Regions from separate parts of the Sus scrofa genome. Here all the other regions are linked to region 2. The links are chromatin contacts, called in public HiChIP or PLAC-seq maps. All regions are on one chromosome and are shown on one strand. Each heading gives the region's core, a stretch centred on a gene start, on an enhancer-like site or on the middle of the called end of the contact. The rest is flanking DNA. Distances are from core to core; before and after follow the strand shown.

What was found. HiChIP or PLAC-seq counts read pairs in DNA pulled down with a chosen protein or histone mark.
Region 1: an H3K27ac HiChIP or PLAC-seq map of alveolar macrophages shows a contact between it and region 2. The contact joins the promoter of ZFYVE9 here to the promoter of NRDC in region 2. A contact is called at or near these places in 1 of 5 promoter capture datasets (liver), 12 of 47 Hi-C or Micro-C datasets (alveolar macrophages, embryonic fibroblasts, fetal liver and 8 more) and 1 of 2 datasets of contacts at active chromatin or transcription factors (alveolar macrophages).
Region 3: an H3K27ac HiChIP or PLAC-seq map of alveolar macrophages shows a contact between it and region 2. The contact joins the promoter of KTI12 here to the promoter of NRDC in region 2. A contact is called at or near these places in 2 of 5 promoter capture datasets (fetal liver and liver), 3 of 47 Hi-C or Micro-C datasets (epiblast stem cells and liver) and 2 of 2 datasets of contacts at active chromatin or transcription factors (alveolar macrophages and skeletal muscle).

The regions. Positions count from the first base shown.
Region 1 is chr6:160,072,410-160,076,165 of Sscrofa11.1, forward strand. ZFYVE9 (zinc finger FYVE domain-containing protein 9) reads right to left here and starts at 2,066. Exons shown (of 18, transcript XM_021096648.1): 1 at 1,736-2,066. It also overlaps the pseudogene LOC110261408.
Region 2 is chr6:160,297,828-160,301,729 of Sscrofa11.1, forward strand. It overlaps NRDC (nardilysin), which reads left to right and starts at 1,274. Exons shown (of 31, transcript XM_003127978.6): 1 at 1,274-1,827. The coding sequence starts at 1,484.
Region 3 is chr6:160,153,157-160,156,875 of Sscrofa11.1, forward strand. It overlaps KTI12 (protein KTI12 homolog), which reads left to right and starts at 1,758. Exons shown (of 1, transcript XM_021096660.1): 1 at 1,758-3,719. The coding sequence starts at 2,834. TXNDC12 (thioredoxin domain-containing protein 12) reads left to right here. Exons shown (of 8, transcript XM_021096661.1): 3 at 103-163.

The DNA.
Region 1 (3,756 bases), core at 816-3,315, 220 kb before region 2:
CGAAAACTTTAGTAAGACTAAGTACTGGGGAGCTTGATAAAAATGAACATCTTGGGTCACTTACCACTCTAGAAATTGTGGTTCAGAGTGCCAGGAATCTGCATATGCTAATAAGCACTCTCAGTGATTCTAATAATGATAGTCTTTAGGGACACAGTAAGAACTGAACTGGATTTTTTAAAACCTAAATTAATCTACCTCCCCCCAACTTTTTAATGAAGTCAATTTTTTTACAGTTATAAATATTTAGGGAAAATCTTAACAAAAAAACAATACAAGGCTATGGCATCTAATAGAACAGGTCCTCAAAAAAAAAAGTTCAATACACAAAACCTCCTTAAAACTGAAGCTGCACAGGAGGTAAATCAGGGGTCTTTTAGGTAGTAGCTAATAAATTCAACTATGACTGCAACGTAATTTAGCAAAACATTTTTATACAAATGACTGGATGTTAAACAGTAAAATGGAACAGTTAACTCTGAAGCTAATACAGAGATAATAATTTAAAAATCACCAGTAATACAAGCCATTTTAAACTTTAAGTGACCAAAACGTTCTGTAAGATGATGGGTGACTTTTCCCCTATTATTAAACATTTACTGAGGGTCAGCACAGTACTTCTCTGTACTTTTCAAATTTTCTACAATAAACATATATTTTCAGGATTATAAAAGTTTTATAAGTACTTAATAATCCTCCATACTTCACATACATTATAGGAAAACAAGAATAACCTGAACCACATTTATCATAAATACCCAAAGGGCTGACTTAATGGTATCAAACCGTGATCACCAACTTTTTTTTATATTAATACCAAAATAAATCACTTAATTACTAAAATCTAGAATATGTCCTATTTCCATCAGGTCTCTGTTACTGGGATAGTTAGCATGACTTTTTAAAATCCTCTTGTCATCCATCCTATGGATCTATTTAGGGGGACAATTTTGAACCACGGACTAAGGCATTACAATACTCACACTCTTACGGGGGGGAGGGGTGATGGGGGGAACAGACCTTTGTTTTTTTAAAAAAGATGTTTTTCTAATTTTGAGTATTATCTGGGAGACGTTAACATCTCAAAGCTGGAATGGGGCTTTCTCCGAGGCAGACCACGCTTAGAAGCAAAAGGTAACAGAAGCAGCAGAGATGAGCTGCCGGTAGGTGATGAAATTTCACCTCAAAGAAGACGCAAAAGGTTGTTTTCAAGCCAGTCGGATGGGTGAATGACACTCCAGGGAGTTCCAAGGGCTTCCAGGGCCCCGCGCTTTCCGCACCGGCTTTCTCACCCTCCCGCCCCCGACCCCCGGGACTCTTCGGGACTGAGCCTGGGGCGCGAGAAGCCCAGGCTGTTTGCAAACAGGCGTCCTCTGCCTCCCTCCGGGATGTACGTGCGGGGCCCAGGGTAAGAGGCTGCGCTCGGCCCGGGCCCGCGGCCAACCCGAAGGGTGCCAGGGACCCTGCCAGCCCCGCTCTCCACAGACGCGGCCGCCCCGGAGCCCAGGCCGGGGCAAGGGCTTCCCGGCGACGCGGGGCCTACTCGTCCCCCACGCGCCTCCAGCCCCCCGGGGGACGCGGGGAGGAAGGGCTGAGGCCCCCGAGCCTGGGTGGGGGAGGCGGCCGCAGCGGCAGGACGCCCCGTCCGCCCGGCCCGAGGTCTCGCCGCCAGGGCCCTCCCCGGGCGGCCAAAGGCCAGCGAGCCCGGGACCGCGCGACGCCGCGTCACACTCACCTCGAGCAGCGGCCGCCGCCGCCTCAGCATGGCCGGGGGGTCGTCCCTGAGCCCACAGCCTCCTCCGGAGGGCACCCGCCCGGCCCCAGGCGCCGCCGCCGCCGCCGCCGCGAAGCCTCCCACTCCTGAAGGGGCTGTGGTCGCCGCTGGTGCTGAGGCCCAGCGCCCGCCGAGCCTCATCGGGCTCCCGGGCCGCCGCAGCCACGCGGATCCCGCAGGAGCGCCGCTGAGCCGGGCGGGGGGTGCGAGGCTGCAGCGGGACGACCGAGGTGCTGCAGGCGGGGATCCTCGGCGAAGCCTCCAGCGTCGCCGTGGCCGCTCCTGCCGCCGGCGCCGCTGGGCCACAGCGCCCCCTGGACCCCACGCCCGGCTACGGCGCCGGGACTGCGGCGGCCGCCCGGGCACGAGCCGCAGGGAACGCGAGGGAGCGCGGCCTGGGGATGGCGGGGGCCCCGGGCTCCCTGCGTCGCCCTGGGGCCGCCGGACCGCCCCCGACGACGCCCCCCGGAAGCCCCTCGGTCCCCACCGACCTTAGTGGGTCTCCTCCCCACTCCCTAGGCCTCAGGCCATGAGCATCTTTACACCTTTTCCTTCTCTCCAGAAGGTACGTGAACGTTCCTCTCACTCGGACCTTCACCTGAGAGCAGGGATGTGAGGGGAATCTCCTGGATTTCACCTCTCGAGATTCAAGGGGTAGCCTTTGTAATCCGTTCAGTGCGTCTGGATGTAAGAAGGGTGACCCAGAATCAACCCCCCCCCCCACGCATCCTTTCCTGAAACAGATGAAGGAATTGTCTTTGACCTTAACTTTTTTTTGGATCTATTGGCAAATCATTTCAGGAATTCCCAACAGATACCAAACCCTTAACACCCAACCTCCCCCAAAATAGAACAAATTAATAATAATAAGACAAGCAAGAGAAGAAAATAAACGAGTTGTCCTGAAATTTATAAACAATCTAAAATTAAGAGAAAAACAATCCATATTCTAACACACTCCCCCACCCCCACCCCCACCCCCACTCCGCTCATCCATCCCCAGTCCCTTCCACATCCCAGGTAAGGCTCTAAAGGAAAGAAATTGTTATATTGTGGGGGCTGTGGAATCATTCTCTTTACAGGTACCCTATATTCGATCCCACTCAAACTCTAGGGTGAAAACATCAGAACCAAAAACAAAAGAAAGGCTCTCAGAGGGAAAAGAGGGAAAGAGAAATTGTTCAAATCCTCTGGTCCCCAGTTTTTCCAAATACATGATTTTATCATTAAGTATGTAGTAGAATGAGCAGGGTCTTTGGTGGCAGACAGATCCTGGCAGAGGCACCAATTCCAGCTCTGTTGTGTTTAATTTTATGATCCTGGGCAAGTTATATAATATTTAGGAACCTCGATTTTCTGATGCCTGCCTTGCTGATTGTTGCAAAGATTGGAGATAATTTTGCAAAGGAACTAGCCCATGGAAGTTACTCAATAAATGTTAGTTCCTATTACTGTTGATTCCGAAACACCCTCAGTCCTTAAATTCAAGATTTTTCTCATCTTTTTCTTTCAAAATCTGTGTGTGTGTGTGTGTGTTTTCCTATGGAAAGATGGGTGCATTAAAAAAAAATGGGTGCATTATTCTTCGTCATTCTTGGTCTGGGTAAAATTTCTTTAAATTTCACTAATGGACTTATATAACATCCCTCCACTGAAGAAGAATAGAGCCTAGTATACCTGATCCTATGACATTCTGTTGCATAGCAGATATCTGCAAAGAACCAATATATTCCTCTATATAAAAAAAAGAATTATAAGGCAATCTCACCTTACCTAAGGTTATGTCCTAATAATAATATATCTTAATGAGAAAATTATATAAGGTCTCTGGGAACTTTCAAATAATAATTGAGCAGCCACCTTAGAGAAAAATATAACCTAACAGCTCTCTTCCAATAAATGAAAGCTGTTCCTGTGTCTGCCTTCGCCACCTACTTCTGAGTCACATTACAAAAAAATCACTATCCCCTTTTTATAACAAG
Region 2 (3,902 bases), core at 24-2,523:
TGCCTTTTTAGGGCTGCACCCACGGAGGTTTCCAGGCTACAGGTCGAATTGAAACTGTAGCTGCGGGCCTACACCAGAGCCACAGCAACACCAGATCCCAGCCATATCTGAGACCTACACCACAGCTCACAGCAACAGTGGATCCTTAACCCACTGAGCAAGGCCAGGGAGTGAACCTGCGTCCTCATGGATACTAGTCAGATTCCGTTTCCCCTGAGCCATGAAGGGAACTCCCTTAGCATTCACTTTTTAAAAATTATTTTATTCTGTTTCTCCCCATTTGAATGCATGCTCCAAGAAGGCAACAAATTTTGTTTTGTTCATGATTGTCTTCCCTATATCTGGAGCTGGGGAGGCCTAGAAAAATGTAAAGACCTAAAACAATCATCAAGATATCTCTGCTTCAAGTGCTTCTGCATTCACCATGTTTCTTCCTTTTGTGTGCTACAACTGCTTATGCCAAGGTTAGTAAATCACACACCTAGTACCACATCAGTTGCTTTTTATTTTCCAAGTACGTCTGTTTCAATCACATCTTGCCCACCAACGGCCACTGAAGGCAGGAAAAAACCTTGGGGAAACGGACTTAAGGGACAGGAGGTGGCTGCTCAGCGAAAGTTGGCTAACACTAACTGTGGACTCTAGTCTCTGGGGGAAGCTCAAAATGTTTTCGCATAGAAGAGTGAACACATTTACACCGGTCTTTTAAACACTTAGGCGAAGTGCACGACGGTCTAGCAAGCTGTAAGGAGGAGAAGCACGGCGGCTATTTCTCCGGTTCCGCTCAGCTCCACTCCCACGCAGCTTCCATCCGGCTGCAGAAAAACACTTCCGGCGTTCTGCTTTTTACGTGCCGAGTCACGGCCAAAACTCCACCCAGGTCTGAGGGGCATGATACGCAAAATACGACATGAGTGAGGGGAGGGGAAGCCTGGAAATTAATTTTCTCCACTCGCTTAGCGGTTTTCTCATCCGGGGAATATTTCTCTCGGAGCGGTGGAGCACTATTCAGCTGCTACCTCAAGCCACCTCCCCTCTTCCGTCATAAACGCTGCGCAGCCTCCCAGGCGCCGTTCTCCCGTCGTCCTCCGCGTCCCTCTCTCCGCCTCTTTTCTCTCGCCCCGCCCACTCCGTGTCCCGAAGAGCTCTCTGCGTGCTGCGAGATGCCGGCCCGGTCTCTTTGGTTCTTTTTTATTCCTTGTTCCCATTGGTTGATCACATGCACATGACTTCTATCTTGCCTTGTTATTGGCTAAAGTCAGTTGCGTCATCGACGGCGGGAGGGTGGGGGGGATGAGGGAAGTTGGCTTGGGGGAGACCGGATTGGGGGAGGGGTTCAGGCCTGTCCTCCCCGGCGGCTGCGGCAGCACCAGCGCCGGCCGCCACCGCCTCTGGAACGCGGAGGAGGAGGAGCGGCTGGAGAAGTAGGAGGAGGAGGAGGGCCCTAGGGAGCGGGATGCCCATTACTCCGGCTTGGTGGTGAATGTTGAGGAGAGTCACGGTTGCTGCAGTCAGTGCCACCGGGAGGAAGTTGTGGTGTGAGGCCGGGCGGGAGCTCGCGGCGCTGTGGAGAGTAGAAGCGCGGGGTCGGTGCGAAGACTCCGCGGCTGCCAGACCCTTTCCTACTCTGACCATGCCTGGAAGGAACAAGGCGAAGTCTACCTGCAGCTGCCCTGACCTGCAGCCCAATGGACAGGATTTGGGCGAGAGCGGCCGGGTTGCCCGTCTGGGAGCCGACGAATCTGAGGAGGAGGGACGGAGGGTGCCTGTCAGTAATGCCGGAGACCCTGAGATCGTCAAGTCTCCCAGCGACCCCAAGCAATACCGGTGAGGGAGGAGGCTTAGACCAGGGAGGAAAGCAGGGCGAGGGCCTCAGAGTGGCCGCTGTGGTCTCTTCTTGTCTCCGAATCTTCCGAAGGAGCACCAGGGGCACATTCCCAGCCCCAAAGCTTCCTTGGATGGAGGTGTCAAGAGCAGTTAGAGGCTTCCGTGATGTGTGAGCTGGACGAGGGGGAAAACTTGGGTTCCACAAGGAATCTGGATGTCAGAATGGGCAGGGTTGTTGGAATAATTTTGATACTCGCTAAAGCAAGAATGGAGGTTTCTCTGAGGAAAGCAGGCTGGATGGGCGGGGGGTGGGGTGGGGTATTGGTATTATGAGGAAAGGTTCAAGGAGCTGGAGATTTTAATTTTGGAGGGGATATTTAAGGGAAATACTATCATTATCCACAAACATTCCAGGTGCCCGTAGATGAAAGAGGGGTAAAACTAATGGGTGGAAGTTACTGGAGGGTCATGTGGCTTCAGTAAAAGAACTTAGGCATCAGAGTTGGCCTGAAATGAAGTGACTTACTTCCATGGTTTTTTTCTCAATGCTCGAATGGTTGGGTGACATCTTCCAAGAATATATTAGAGAGGGCTTGAGTCTCAGTTGGGTGAATCATAGAAGATTTGTAAGGTTTCCTCTCATCCCGCAATTCTCAACTTTTGGTTTGTATCATAATCCTCTAAACATCTCTAATATCTGGAGGCTCAATCCCCACCTGAGTATATTCTTCGCAGGTAGCCTATTCCATAGAATGTCATGACTATAATTATTTTAAAGAGAGATCATATTGCTTAGCTTCATTTTACAAGTTGAGGAAATTGAGATCCAGAGGGTTTGCTTCTTGCTCAGAATTACATAGCTAAATAATAACAGAGCTGGTATGAACACGGTGTCCATCTGACACTAACTCCAGTGCACCATTTACTGATTTTTTTTATAAAGTTCTTACTCATATTGAGTTGAAAGCTAAAGGATTCTTTCTAGGTTTTAATTTGTTATAAGCCCCTACAGTGTTAGAGCAGGAAAGAACCTTAAAGATAATCTTTTTCATTCCCTACCACCCTCAATAGGCAGATGACTGAAACTAAGGTCTAGAAAGAAGTGATTTAGCCCCAAGTTGAAGACAGACCTAATTTTTTCTTACTAGAGATTAACAGTTTACAACTCTGTACTATTCTTCCCTGGCTGCAGATCTTTATGGATGGGCCAAATTTTCTCTTATCAAAGACATTATATTAGTAATGATGTAATGAGCAATTTGGACCTTGATAAAAAGAGATTAACAATTCACAACTCTGTACTATTCTTCCCTGGCTGCAGATCTTTATGGATGGGCCAAATTTTCTCTTATCAAAGACATTATATTAGTAATGATGTAAATGAGCAATTTGAACCTTGATAAAAGGTATTTAGTTTTTGCCTTCCAGTTTAAATAACAGCTTCAGTTTTTTTCCTGCCTTTTTAAAGTTATATAATAAAAGTAATGTTTATAGAACATACACCACATGTCAGATACTGTTCTAACTGCTGTGGATGTATTTTTTCATTTAATGACCTCATTTTGGGCAAATTCATTCGAAAAACTCTTGTCTTACTGTGTCTTAGGCACTGAGCTATCTTAACTCTTTTCTGAAACTTGGTTGAATATAACTTGATAAATGATATTTTATTCTGGTACCAGGCATACAGAGGTGATTAAAACTGTCCCTGCTGGGAGTTCTCTGTGGTCCAGTGGTTAGGACTCAGTGCTTTCACTGCTGTGGCTTGGATTCAGTGTCTGATCTGGGAACTGAGATCCCACATCAAGCTGCTACATGCCTTGGCCAAAGAATTAAAAAATAAAACATTCCCTGCCTTCAGGGAACTTCCAAAGTAGTAGAGGGACACAGACATATAAAAAAGGTATAATTAGAGCACTAAAGTTTGATAGAAACTGTAATAGAAGTGTGTGCTAGGTATACTGAGGAATAAAGTAAGGAGTGGTAAACTCCTTACTGGGGAGAAAGTTGGAAAAGACCTTCAAAAGAGAAGATAAGACTTAAAAAGGTATTTTTGTATGAGTTGTTGCATTTCC
Region 3 (3,719 bases), core at 508-3,007, 140 kb before region 2:
GGATAACATTTTTTATGGGTATCTTGTGAACACGCCACACTTCTTTCTTGGGTCTTTGCCCTTTGTTAATGCGTGAATGTTTATAAGGCTTTTTCCTTCCAGGTTTTGGAGATCACATTCATTGGAGGACACTAGAAGATGGGAAGAAAGAAGCAGCTGCCAGGTACAAGATATGGTTTTAGGTTGTTTATATGGTAAATACCCTTTCCAGCCATCAGCTTCACGTTAATTTCAGGCAAAGGATTATGCCAGGCAGAGCAAGAATGGAGTAGTTGCCTGAATGACAATAATAATAGCTAACATTTATTAAGTGCTTATAACATACCAGGCATTGAATTATATGAATTAACTCATTTAATTCTCTCAACAACTCATTTGAGGTGGGTACTATTTCTTTCATTTTACAGATGAGAAAACTAAAGCACAGAGCAGTTAAATAACTTACCTAAGATCACACAGCTAATTTGATTCAGACCCAGGCACCCTGGCTTCAGAGCCTACACTTCACCAGTAAACCATGCTGCCTAATACTCCCAAGTTGAATGATCTTAAGTTCCATGTAGGTTTAATATATGCACAGAAAACTGATTTGATGGAGGAGGAAAAGGCAGAGCGGGGGAGGAAAGGCTAAACACTGATCTATGTGCTTTACATTCATTAATTTTTTTATCTTCAAAACCTGTGTATGAGGTTGGTTTAGCCTGTGAAATAAAAACCATTATTATTTCACAGGAGAGAAAACTGAGATACAGAATAGTCAAGTAACTTGACAGTAGTTTACATAGCTAGTAAGTGGCGAAGCCAAGACTTGAGCATACTCAGAGTTCCTCTTGTGGCTCAGCAGGTTATGAACCTGACTAGTATACATGAGGATGTGGGTTCAATCCCTGGCCTCACTCAGGGGTTAAGGATCTGCTGTTGCTGTGAGCTGTAGTATAGGTTGCAGATGCAGCTCAGATCCCACACTGCTGTGGCTGTGGCATAGGCTGGCCGCTGAAGCTCCAATTCGACCCCTGGTCTGGGAACATCTACATACTGTGGGTGCGGCCCTAAAAAGCAAAAAAAAAAAAAGACTTGAACATTCTACTCTACTGTATTGGAGAGATACAGAGACCCAATATATGTGCATTTTATACACACACACGTACTTGCACAGAAACACTCATATTTCTGTGTCTACCAAGCTAGAGTGCTTGCTTTTCTCAGAACAGAGCTTCATGGCTGAGTCTCATTACTTCTGCAGAAGTAAGGTTGCCAGATTTAGCAAGTAAAAGTAAAGGATGCCCAGTTACTGAATTTTAGGTAAGCAATAAGTAATTCTAATTATGCTCAAGCAATATTTGAGACATACTTGTTTGTTTTTTGTTTTTGTTTTTTGTCTTTTTGCTATTTCTTTGGGCCGCTCCCGCGGCATATGGAGGTTCCCAGGCTAGGGGTCGAATCAGAGCTGTAGCCACTGGCCTACACCAGAGCCACAGCAATGCCAGATCCAAGCCGAGTCTGAAACCTACACCACAGCTCAGGCAACACCGGATCGTTAACCCGCTGAGCAAGGGCAGGGACCAAACCCACAACCTCATGGTTCCTAGTCGGATTCATTAACCATTGCGCCACGACGGGAACTCCCACACTTGTTTTTATATATTGATTTTTTTTTTTTTTCTTTTTCTTTTGGCACCTCCACTGGGCATATGGAGTTCCCTGGCCAGTGATCAGATCTGCCTATGTGGCAGCTGCAACAACACTGGATTTTTTTTTTTTTTTTTTTTTTTTTTTTGGTCTTTTGTCTTTTTAGAGCCACACCGCAGCATATGGAGGTTCCCGGGCTAGGGGTTGAATCGGAGCTGTTGCTGCTGGCCTAAGCCAGAGCCACAGCAATGCCAGATTCACGCCGCATCTGTGACCTACACCACAGCTAACGGCAATGCCAGATCCTTAACCCACTGACCGAGGCCAGGGATTGAACCCTCAACCTTATGGTTCCTAGACAGATTCATTTCTGCTGAGCCACAATGGGAACTCCCTACATGAATCTTTTAACCCACTGTGCCAGGCATCCAGTCTGTGTCCTAGCACTGCAAATATGCTGCAAATCCCTGTTGCGCCACAGTGGTAACTCTGAGACATACTTATTTTTAAAACATTTTTTGTTGATTATCTGAAATACAGATTTAACTAGGTATCCTATACTTTATCTGGTAACCTTACCCAGAAGAAATAGGACTATTCCTAGGTAAAGTCTTCAGTAATATCTGTGGGCAGTTTGTTTTTCTCTTTTACACCTCAACCTACCTCTATCCATTAGCGTGTATATTATTCTGCTAGTAGGTACCTGATTTTTCCCATGCAGACCTTTGGCCTCCTATGGGGGAACTGTTTTATGTTCATTTCTAAATCCCCAATCATGAAGATGTTTAATGATTGAAGTGGTTATCGAAAAACAGTTACTGCGTGTACAGGCTGTAAGGAATGAAAGGGAATTAGCATTTGTGAACTGCCTTCTATGTGCTTAGTGCTAATGGTTTTGCAATATTTAATGCTCTTTAAGGCCCCATTGTAAATGGATGGACCTAGTCCTCGACCACTGAGAGATCACATTCTTCTGAGACTTGTAATATTTTATATAAATAACGGAAGCCATTCTAAGCTCCCTCTCCTTTCAGAGAGACCGGGACCTAGCTCTAGTTGGCCAGAATTCCTGTTTCCATAGCAACAAGAGGTCCTGTAAGAGTCGTGGGAGGCAGGAAGTGCAGTTTGCATTTCCGTTTTGCGTCGGAAACTCGGGCAACCCGGAAGTTGACGGCGCAATTGCACATGGCCGCCTCCTGGGACGATGCCCCTCGTGGTGTTTTGCGGACTGCCGTACACCGGCAAGAGCCGGCGCGCGGAAGAGCTCCGCCGCGCCCTGGCGGCCGAGGGCCGCGCGGTATACGTGGTGGACGAAGCGGCGGTGCTGGGCGCGGAGGACGCGACAGTGTACGGCGATTCGGCCCGTGAGAAGGCCTTGCGTGGGGCCCTGCGAGCTGCCGTGGAGCGGCGCTTGAGTCGCCACGACGTGGTCATTATCGACTCGCTTAACTACATCAAGGGCTTCCGCTACGAGCTGTATTGCCTGGCTCGGGCGGCGCGCACCACGCTGTGCGTGGTCTACTGCGTGCGGCCAGGTGGTTTGGGCAGAGGACCGCGGGTGGCCGGCGTAGAGGAGAATCGGAGCCTGAACGTCAGTGTGAGTTGGAGACCGCGCGCTGAGGAGGGAGGGAGACCTCTGCCGGCGGACACCAGTGTTCTCGGGGAACCGCAGGCAGTGGACTCCGTAGTCAACGGGAGACGCCAGACAGATGTACTTAAGGAACCAGAGCAGAAGGAAATCGGGGCGTCAGATTTTCTAGCTGTCTTGAATACGGAATCCGAGAAACCTGCAAAGCATGTGTCCGGTGTTTTTTACCCTCCCGAACTTCTGGAGGCTCTGGCGCTGCGCTTCGAAGCTCCCGACTCTCGGAACCGCTGGGACCGGCCCCTGTTCACTTTGGTGGGCTTAGAGGAGCCGTTGCCCTTGGCAGAGATCAGGGCTGCCCTCTTTGAGAACCGGGCTCCTCCACCCCATCAGTCTACACAGTCCCAGCCACTTGCCTCTGGCAGCTTTTTGCACCAGTTGGACCAGGTCACTAGCCAGGTGTTGGCAGGACTGATGGAAGCACAGAAGAGCGCAGTCCCCGGAG